Regions from separate parts of the Mus musculus genome. Here region 2 is linked to region 1. Evidence: chromatin contacts called from public promoter capture Hi-C data. All regions are on one chromosome and are shown on one strand. The core of a region is the stretch at or near the end of the contact, and the rest is flanking DNA. Distances in the headings are between cores, read along the strand shown. Region 1 holds the start of Colec10 (collectin sub-family member 10). Region 2 overlaps Taf2 (TATA-box binding protein associated factor 2).

What was found. Promoter capture Hi-C pulls out the DNA fragments that hold promoters and counts their contacts.
Region 2: a promoter capture Hi-C map of the 3T3-L1 cell line shows a contact between it and region 1, with 4 times the contacts expected there. The contact joins the enhancer-like site here to the promoter of Colec10 in region 1. A contact is called at or near these places in 2 of 39 promoter capture datasets (both in the 3T3-L1 cell line) and 2 of 484 Hi-C or Micro-C datasets (cortical neurons and stem cell-derived neural stem cells).

Annotation. Positions count from the first base shown.
Region 1 is chr15:54,408,641-54,412,387 of GRCm38.p6, forward strand. It overlaps Colec10 (collectin sub-family member 10), which reads left to right and starts at 2,134. Exons shown (of 6, transcript NM_173422.3): 1 at 2,134-2,285. The coding sequence starts at 2,138.
Region 2 is chr15:55,017,406-55,021,152 of GRCm38.p6, forward strand. All of the region lies in intron 25 of Taf2 (TATA-box binding protein associated factor 2), which reads right to left. Among named protein-coding and RNA genes, the nearest start is that of Gm2491, 32 kb to the left of the region's middle. Within about 2 kb of position 1,741, at least 19 of the 459 cell types and tissues checked have an H3K27ac peak or open chromatin away from gene starts, as enhancers often do. A contact at or near this core is called in cortical neurons, where this site is marked.

The sequences.
Region 1 (3,747 bases), core at 884-3,383:
GTATTTCAAGTGCAAGAATTTTAGGAAATAATTTTCCTCTGTGTGTGTGTGTGTGTGTGTGTGTGTGTGTGTGTGTGTGTGTGTGTGGTGTGTGGCTTCTTCAGTGATTGCCTTTAGACAAAATGCTTAGCTTTTCTCAGCATCAGCTGCTTTATCTACAGAATGGGTGGCTTACTATTTACTCCACATAGTGTATCTGGGACTGAAAGGAGGTACTAGCGAGATTGTCCATCTCTTGTATATACAATATCATATATGATTATATATAAGACACAATGACTTCCATCAATGTCAGTTCCTTCCTTCCTCTTCTCTGTATTTTATGAAACGAACAGTTCACTCAACTGTTACTGCTGTTCCTGTGAGGAATTGTTCGCCTCTTACCAAGAAAGCACTTCAGTGTAAATTTCTTTTGCTTGAACACCCAATTTTAGGTGCTCTGCTATGCCAGCACTGAGATACTGGCATACATACAGGTTTTTGTTTTTCTTTTCTTAGGTTGGCTATTCCTTGTAATGATGTCTCTTAGGGACTATCTCAGTCGTACCTGTAAGAATTTCATTTCCAAACCAAGGAATGGTTTTGGAATGCCTTTTATCCAATTCTATATAGTAGATCTATTAATATAATAACTCAATAATAAAGAATATAAGAGCCTAGGGAGATAAATCAGTTGGTAAAGTGTTTTCCATAAAAGCATGAGTACCTGAGTTTGATACCCGTCACCCATGTTAAAAAAAAAAAAATCTGGACACAGTGGCATCCCAGTACCTGTAATCCCAGTGCTTGATATGGAAACAGGAGGCCCTAGGAACGTCCTGGCTGGTCACCCTAGCCAAGTTGGCAAGTTTTGGGTACAGTAAGACATTATAGCAGAAAATAAGGTAGAGAGCACTTGATTGACAACTAATGTCGACTTCTTCACACAGGGCAGAGAGAGAGAGAGAGAGAGAGAGAGAGAGAGAGAGAGAGAGAGAGCGCACAGGGGAAGGAGGAGGAGGAAGAGGAGGGGGAAGAAGAGGAGGAAGATGGGGAAGAGGGAAAGGGGCTAGAAAGGAAGTGAGGGGTAGGGACATGGAAAGATACAGCGAAACACAAATTTTAAAAAGAATAGAAAAGGTCTTTTCAATGTAAATGACTGATTCTAATTTTCTAATAAGTTACAATCAAATCTAGACTGTTCATAGTGAAACACACTGTTAGATGAGAATACAGATATACAGAGAAATACAGGGACCTCGATCACCATAATGTCTACCCGTCTGTCTCAAATCCATACAGTCTATATAAAAATCATCTGTCATTTAAGAAATATAATTGGACACTTTCTCCACAATTAAGTAAAGAACTTGCTACAAACATCACACGCACATATTTGTATTTTACCATAACTTGTCAGCTATTATTGTGGAGAGAGACAAATCATATCTGTTCCTATCTTGTCCCATTTTCCAAATAAAGCTGTCTTCATTTTATGTTATTTCCTTGAGATAGTGTGCTAGAAGGACAAGTGCCAGACCATAATTATATGCATTTTTAATAGCTTTCATTCTTATTACCAGATTGACTTACAGAAAAAAATTCATTCATTTGGAGCTTACTCTCAGGGTAATTTATGCTCTCAAGAGAAAGAGGTATGTCATAGAAATTATTAACAACATCTGTGATCAACTGCCACATTCAGTCACGAGCACTCCATTATGAGAAACTCAAAGCCATGCCTGATGCTTGCAAAATGTGCAGAAATCTCAGGTCACAACCTCCCCATCACTCCCAGAATTCAACTCAATGCAAACTACAGAGCCAGCTGGAGGTCTAAGCACCAGTTAGCTCTGTACTCTCTGCTTATGGAGAGGTTTGCACTGACCTGAATATCTGAGTGTTTAGTTTAGAGATAATTTTCAATAAACTGTTGTCATTGGAAAAGAAACAGTCTGGACAATGTATGGTCCATTTGGGATCCTGAGAAAGTAAACAACCAAGGGAATGCCTCCTTGCTTGCCTTTGCAGCCATTTCTGGAATGTACTTTCCAGATACCTCCTTGTTTTAGTTTGTAGCAGAAGGTTTTACTTTAAAAAAAAAATAATGCTGTTTATTTCGTGTGTCTTGGAGACCCTCTGTTGAAGAATCACAGTCATGAATGGCTTTAGAGTCCTGCTTCGAAGCAACCTATCCATGCTGTTGCTGCTAGCTCTCTTGCACTTTCAGAGTCTGGGTCTGGATGTTGATAGTCGATCAGCTGCAGAAGTCTGTGCCACACATACCATTTCACCAGGACCTAAAGGTGAGGAAGAAACCTCAAATCTCATACAATATATGGATCTATTTCCTCGCCTCAAAGCCACCCTAGCTGCTGTGTGGCTTCTCTCCCCCTCCTTCTGAGTTTCCTCTGATTTCCTGTCTATTTTTCAAATCAGTAGACTATTAGTTATTTCCTATAGGCTTCCCTGGATTGTAAGTTAGAGAAGGTGGAAAAGGGTGGAATCCTAGGATAAAAGTGTGATGTCGAACACTGAGGACCCTGAGACCCTCTTCCAGTGCGTTTAGATGGGGGTGAGGATTCATAACCTTTTGGTTAGACCACTTTCCTTTATTCTAGAGCTGCCTTCCTTCTTCTCTTTCCTCACTCATATTGATTCTAAAGAGAAATTTAGCTAGGAGGCAAATTTTTTTTTCTAGAGTATATCTTTTGTAATTAATGGTTTCCTAAGTTCCAATGTGGAAGATTATTTTTAACTAAAGATCCAAAGTAGAATACAAACGAATATTTTTATTTGAAAGTGGAATCTCTGAGGTCAACTGCCTTCAGTGGAGAATGGTAAAATATTGCTTCCCCCCCTCCCCAAGTAGAGTCAAGGTCTAAGGTCCAAATCCCCTTCTAGCACTAGCTGTTGTTGATATTTTTTCCTTGGGTGGAGGGGTGGGCATGCAGTTAAATAAATCTGTTTTCCTTGTGTCAGCTCTTACCCTTTTGTTCTGAAAGTGGTCACTGCACTGCAGATTGGTTCTGTTCTATTAGTAATTCATGCTATGCTTCCTGAGGCTATTGGAAGGAAGAATTGTAGCTGCTAAAAAAATCTCAAATAGAAAAAAAAAAGATTTAAAAGAAGAAAGGCAGGAAAGAAACATGGCTCGATGCTTGTCAGTTATTTAAATGTGTATTGCTTAAAGTGCATTTTTCTTAATCATTGAATTAATTTTCTCCTGTGATTGCAATCCAGCTTCTAACCTTTGATACCATAAAATAAACGGAGGGAGTCACAGTGAGACCTTGGGGCTTCCAAATCATTTCCGTGGTGAATAAATGAATAATGTAAGGGCAAATGTTCAGAGAGGAAAGTTTTGGTTAGAAATAGTATTTACTGAAGTCTATTACTGGACCTTTCTCAGAATACAAGGAAATTGCATTTTCCCTGTGGTGTCCTGAAGACTGGATGTTAAAGTCTTCCTCAAATGTGCAACTGAGAGAATCTAGTTGATGGTTTTTTTCCCCCTTGAAGAAAAGCTGCAATTTTTACAATGGAATAAGAATGCACAAAAAGCTATTAATTAAATACCCTGAACATAACACATTCCCATCCAACAACTATGTCCTTTGCAATTCAACTACTAGACATTGACTGTATATTTTAAGTCCCCATCTTAGGCACAGCAGTACACTAAATATATTAGTGTCATAAGCAATAAAGAGATAAGTTGTTTTTCATAGGTTTTCTGAGAGGGTATTGAGTTGGGACCTGGGCATG
Region 2 (3,747 bases), core at 491-2,990, 610 kb after region 1:
GTAACAGGAAAAAGAAACAATGCTAAAGACAAATGAGCAACTGAGCTCCCAGCTCATGGCCGGTCATGCAGCATCCACTGTTTAGCAACTGCCTACACTAACTAGCTGACTATCTGCACTTGTCAGAGTCTCAGTCCTGAGCTGCACAGGTCTCATCATCAGTCCTAAACACTGGCCGAGGTGCTAGGATTTCAGAAAAGTGAATGCTTATCCTGGAAGTTGTGCTTCTGAGCAGAGGCAAAGACCAAATGGCTGACTCTTTCCCAGAATACCTACAACCACTTTGAAGATGAATTCATCCTTACCTGCAGGCCCCATTGCTCAGAATAGGATACCCTGCCTACACATCTTAAATTTTGCTTGACTTTTATGAGAACACAGGAAGTTAAGTAGCTTTAAGAACCTGGGTAGCAGAATCAATGGTTCCTGTGACAAAGCACTGAGTCCAGTTTGAGTCAGAATATTTATAGGATGAGCCTGAAGCATTCGATACAACAACAAGGAACTCAGTCTTGCCTAACTGACTCAGGAGGCAGCCTTTAAAGATGTTCAAAGATACAACAATTCCAATACTAATCCTGGATAATAAATACTCTGAACTGATCACCATTAAAATATGTGGTCAATAAACTCATTGTTTTTAAAAATTATTAAATACAGAGAGAATTAGGCATTTATCTAGACTTTCCTATATGGCTCATACCAATGAGTAATAGTAAAAGGGAATTTAGCTTTAGAGAAACAATACATCCTATAAATAAAAATGGAAAGATTAATTAGAATAACATTACTTTGTAATCCACAATGAGTTAATGCATCTAGATCCTGACTAACCACAATAGTTAACCTTGCAAAAAGAGTCAACTGGCTACTGGTACTTCCAAATGAAGATACACAGTACCAGCACACCTGCCTCCAATTACGTGTCTAGACGGGACTGTAATACACAAAAGTCACAAGGAACTCAATTGTGTTAACAACTAATAACTACAGATAAAAATGTGACGAACATATATGGCAAAGGGGAGGGAGAGAAGCTATAGACGGGAGTATAAATTTAAAAGGTAACCATCAAAAGGACTGCTGTGGGCTTCCTGTGGGCACTGATGTCACAAATACACTCTCATGGGCAGAGGACCGAGGAGGATGGGCTCGGCTCGTCAAAACCCCTTTAGTGATTTGAAACACCTTCTCTATTTCAGAGATCGAGACACACATAATTCAAAATCCTGTAAGATGTTCATTTGTGTTATGCAAAAGATATTCCCAATTGTTCTGCCCAATGTAAAATCATGTTAAACAAACAAGCTGTAGTCAATATAACAGATCTGAAACAAACAAATGTACTTAATAAAAGCCTAACTTGCAAGCTCAACAGTCCATCTAATAAGAACATGTAAGAAACACTGAACAATCTGTTAATTTTATTGACTTCATTTATATTAGGTATACGTTCATATTCAATACAAAGTCTATAGTTTGTTAGAAAAGACATGAATTCTGCTCTTTGGTTCTTTAGATTAAATAGAAAAATAAGATGTTGAAATACATCATTGTAATCTAAAGATTAAAAAAAAAAAAAGTCTGTTTTTCATCTTGAGTTCCAAAAAAAGATCTCTAGGGAAAGCATACAAGCTTTGAAAAACAAATTGTTTTAATTTCAAAGTAAGATTTCAAGAACTAGAGTTGTATTTTCTGAATTATGCAAGAAGGCATTACATAACCCAGCAGCCTGAGCAAGGCAGCTGCAAGACTCCCCTCTTCCCCCCAGAAATCACTAGGGAGTTTCATCTGCTCCACCATCACCCCCTAGCCCTCTGTTTCTCATTCTTGCCATCACTAAATAAACCCAGGAGACAGTCCTGATGCCTGCAACCTTGCAGTGGAAGAAAGGGGGCTCAGTGCTGGGAGGGAGATCTATGATGCTCAAACCTGTCTCTCTCAGAACCACTGGGCCCTTCCTGCCTATTCTCTTCCTTCCTTCGGGACAGGGGCAGGGAAAGGGAGTGGGTGAAGGGACCATTTTCACACCTCTCCTTGGTTATCCCACAGCCTGCCCTACCACCTGCACAAAATCATACGCATTTAACACATCTTTTTTACCCTCATACACAAGAAGAGGGAGAATGCAGGGGGTGGGGGGGCCCGCTGCAGGCCTCGGGGTGTGTGTGTGTGTGTGTGTGTGTACCTGGAGCTGTGTGTGTTTCAAATGTGCACGTGTGTGTGTGTGGTGTGTGTGTGTGTGTGTAGGAGGCGTTAAAAGTACATCATCACTGTCCTCTACTAACAAAATAAGCCTCTCTCCTTCAGCTCCCTTAGAGCGGCATCGTTTGTTTCTATCTCTCCTAGATGAGGTTTGTAACACATTTCTGTTCTTGAATATCATCTGGGTCCTTGGCTCTAAGTCATTAAGACATATGAGATGTCGCTTCACTTTGTGAGCAGAGGAAGCAAGGGACCCACACTCAACAGCTCGGAACCCGAGGAAACAGCACACGAGTAGAGCAACCCTGCTGAAGGAGTTTCACTTAAGCACTTCGAAAAGAGCTGCAAGTCTACTAGATTTTATATGCCATCTCTCCGTTTGGAGTCAACTAGAGCAAACATTTCCATACGTTTTAGCGAGCATGAATGAAAGAGACCTCAGCTGGACATGTCCCCCCAAAGCCCACGTGTGCTCCTTCCTCTCGAGTTTGCAAATGGAAGGGAGGCCACAGCTTCCCTTACCACTCTTCTCTTTCTCTCAGGACCCTAACTCAGCCACAGACCAATCTCACTCCCACACATGGCCACCTCTAACTTACTTGATCCCAAAAGGTGATTTGTGAGTGATGCTCCTACAGGAATACTGTCACACCAGTTAGGAGTGAAACTTTACTCCCTGGGCCCAGCAGAATGGCTCAGCAGTTGATGATGCTTACCACCAAGGCTGAAACTGCCCTCTCCATGTGCACTGTGACATACGTGCACACACATTCATGCAAATAAATAAAAGTCCAAATGAGAAAGGAAGGTACTTCTATTGCTTATTTGTAGTCTATCAAAGAGCTTTTCTTATGTTTCACACAGTTACCTTTTTTCCAGTGTATCAATGTGTTAGGGAAAAGCTATATTTGAAATTCAAAATGCACACACACGTGCGCGCACACGCACACACGCACACACACACACGAAGGAGTAAGGAGGGAAAGGGCAAAAAGAGAGGTGAGAGAAGTGAGGAAGGAGAAAATGGGAGAAGGAGCCAAAGAATTAATCCCCCAAGCCCTTCACTCATGGAAATACAAGGCCAAGTCCCAGCTGGATTCCTTCTGAAACATATTGTGTGAATCTACTACAATAAAGGTACACACACACCTCACAAAAAGCTTTTGGCAGACAATGATCTGTGTTCTTAACACTGAAGTATTCTGAGCTGTTGCTTTTGGCTGAAGTCTACTTATTAATCACAGTTGGTCCCTGAGCTCCTTCCTCACATGGATAAGCATTACTCTTCTGTATCAAAGCAAGATCCAGCCACGGAGGCATAAGCCCATAGCCATAGCTGCTCAAGGGTTACTGATGACTTTGGAAACCCCAGTCTTCACAAGTGACATCACTATGTGGCTTTCTCTCGTAATTCTTTCCTTAAACGCCTGGAAACCGTCATCTTGGTTTCCTGGTAGCTCATAGCATCTGACAGGTGCTATTTATTTGGATTCTCATCTTTGCTTGATTAGTAACTGAGGAACACAATAAGACCTGAGACTT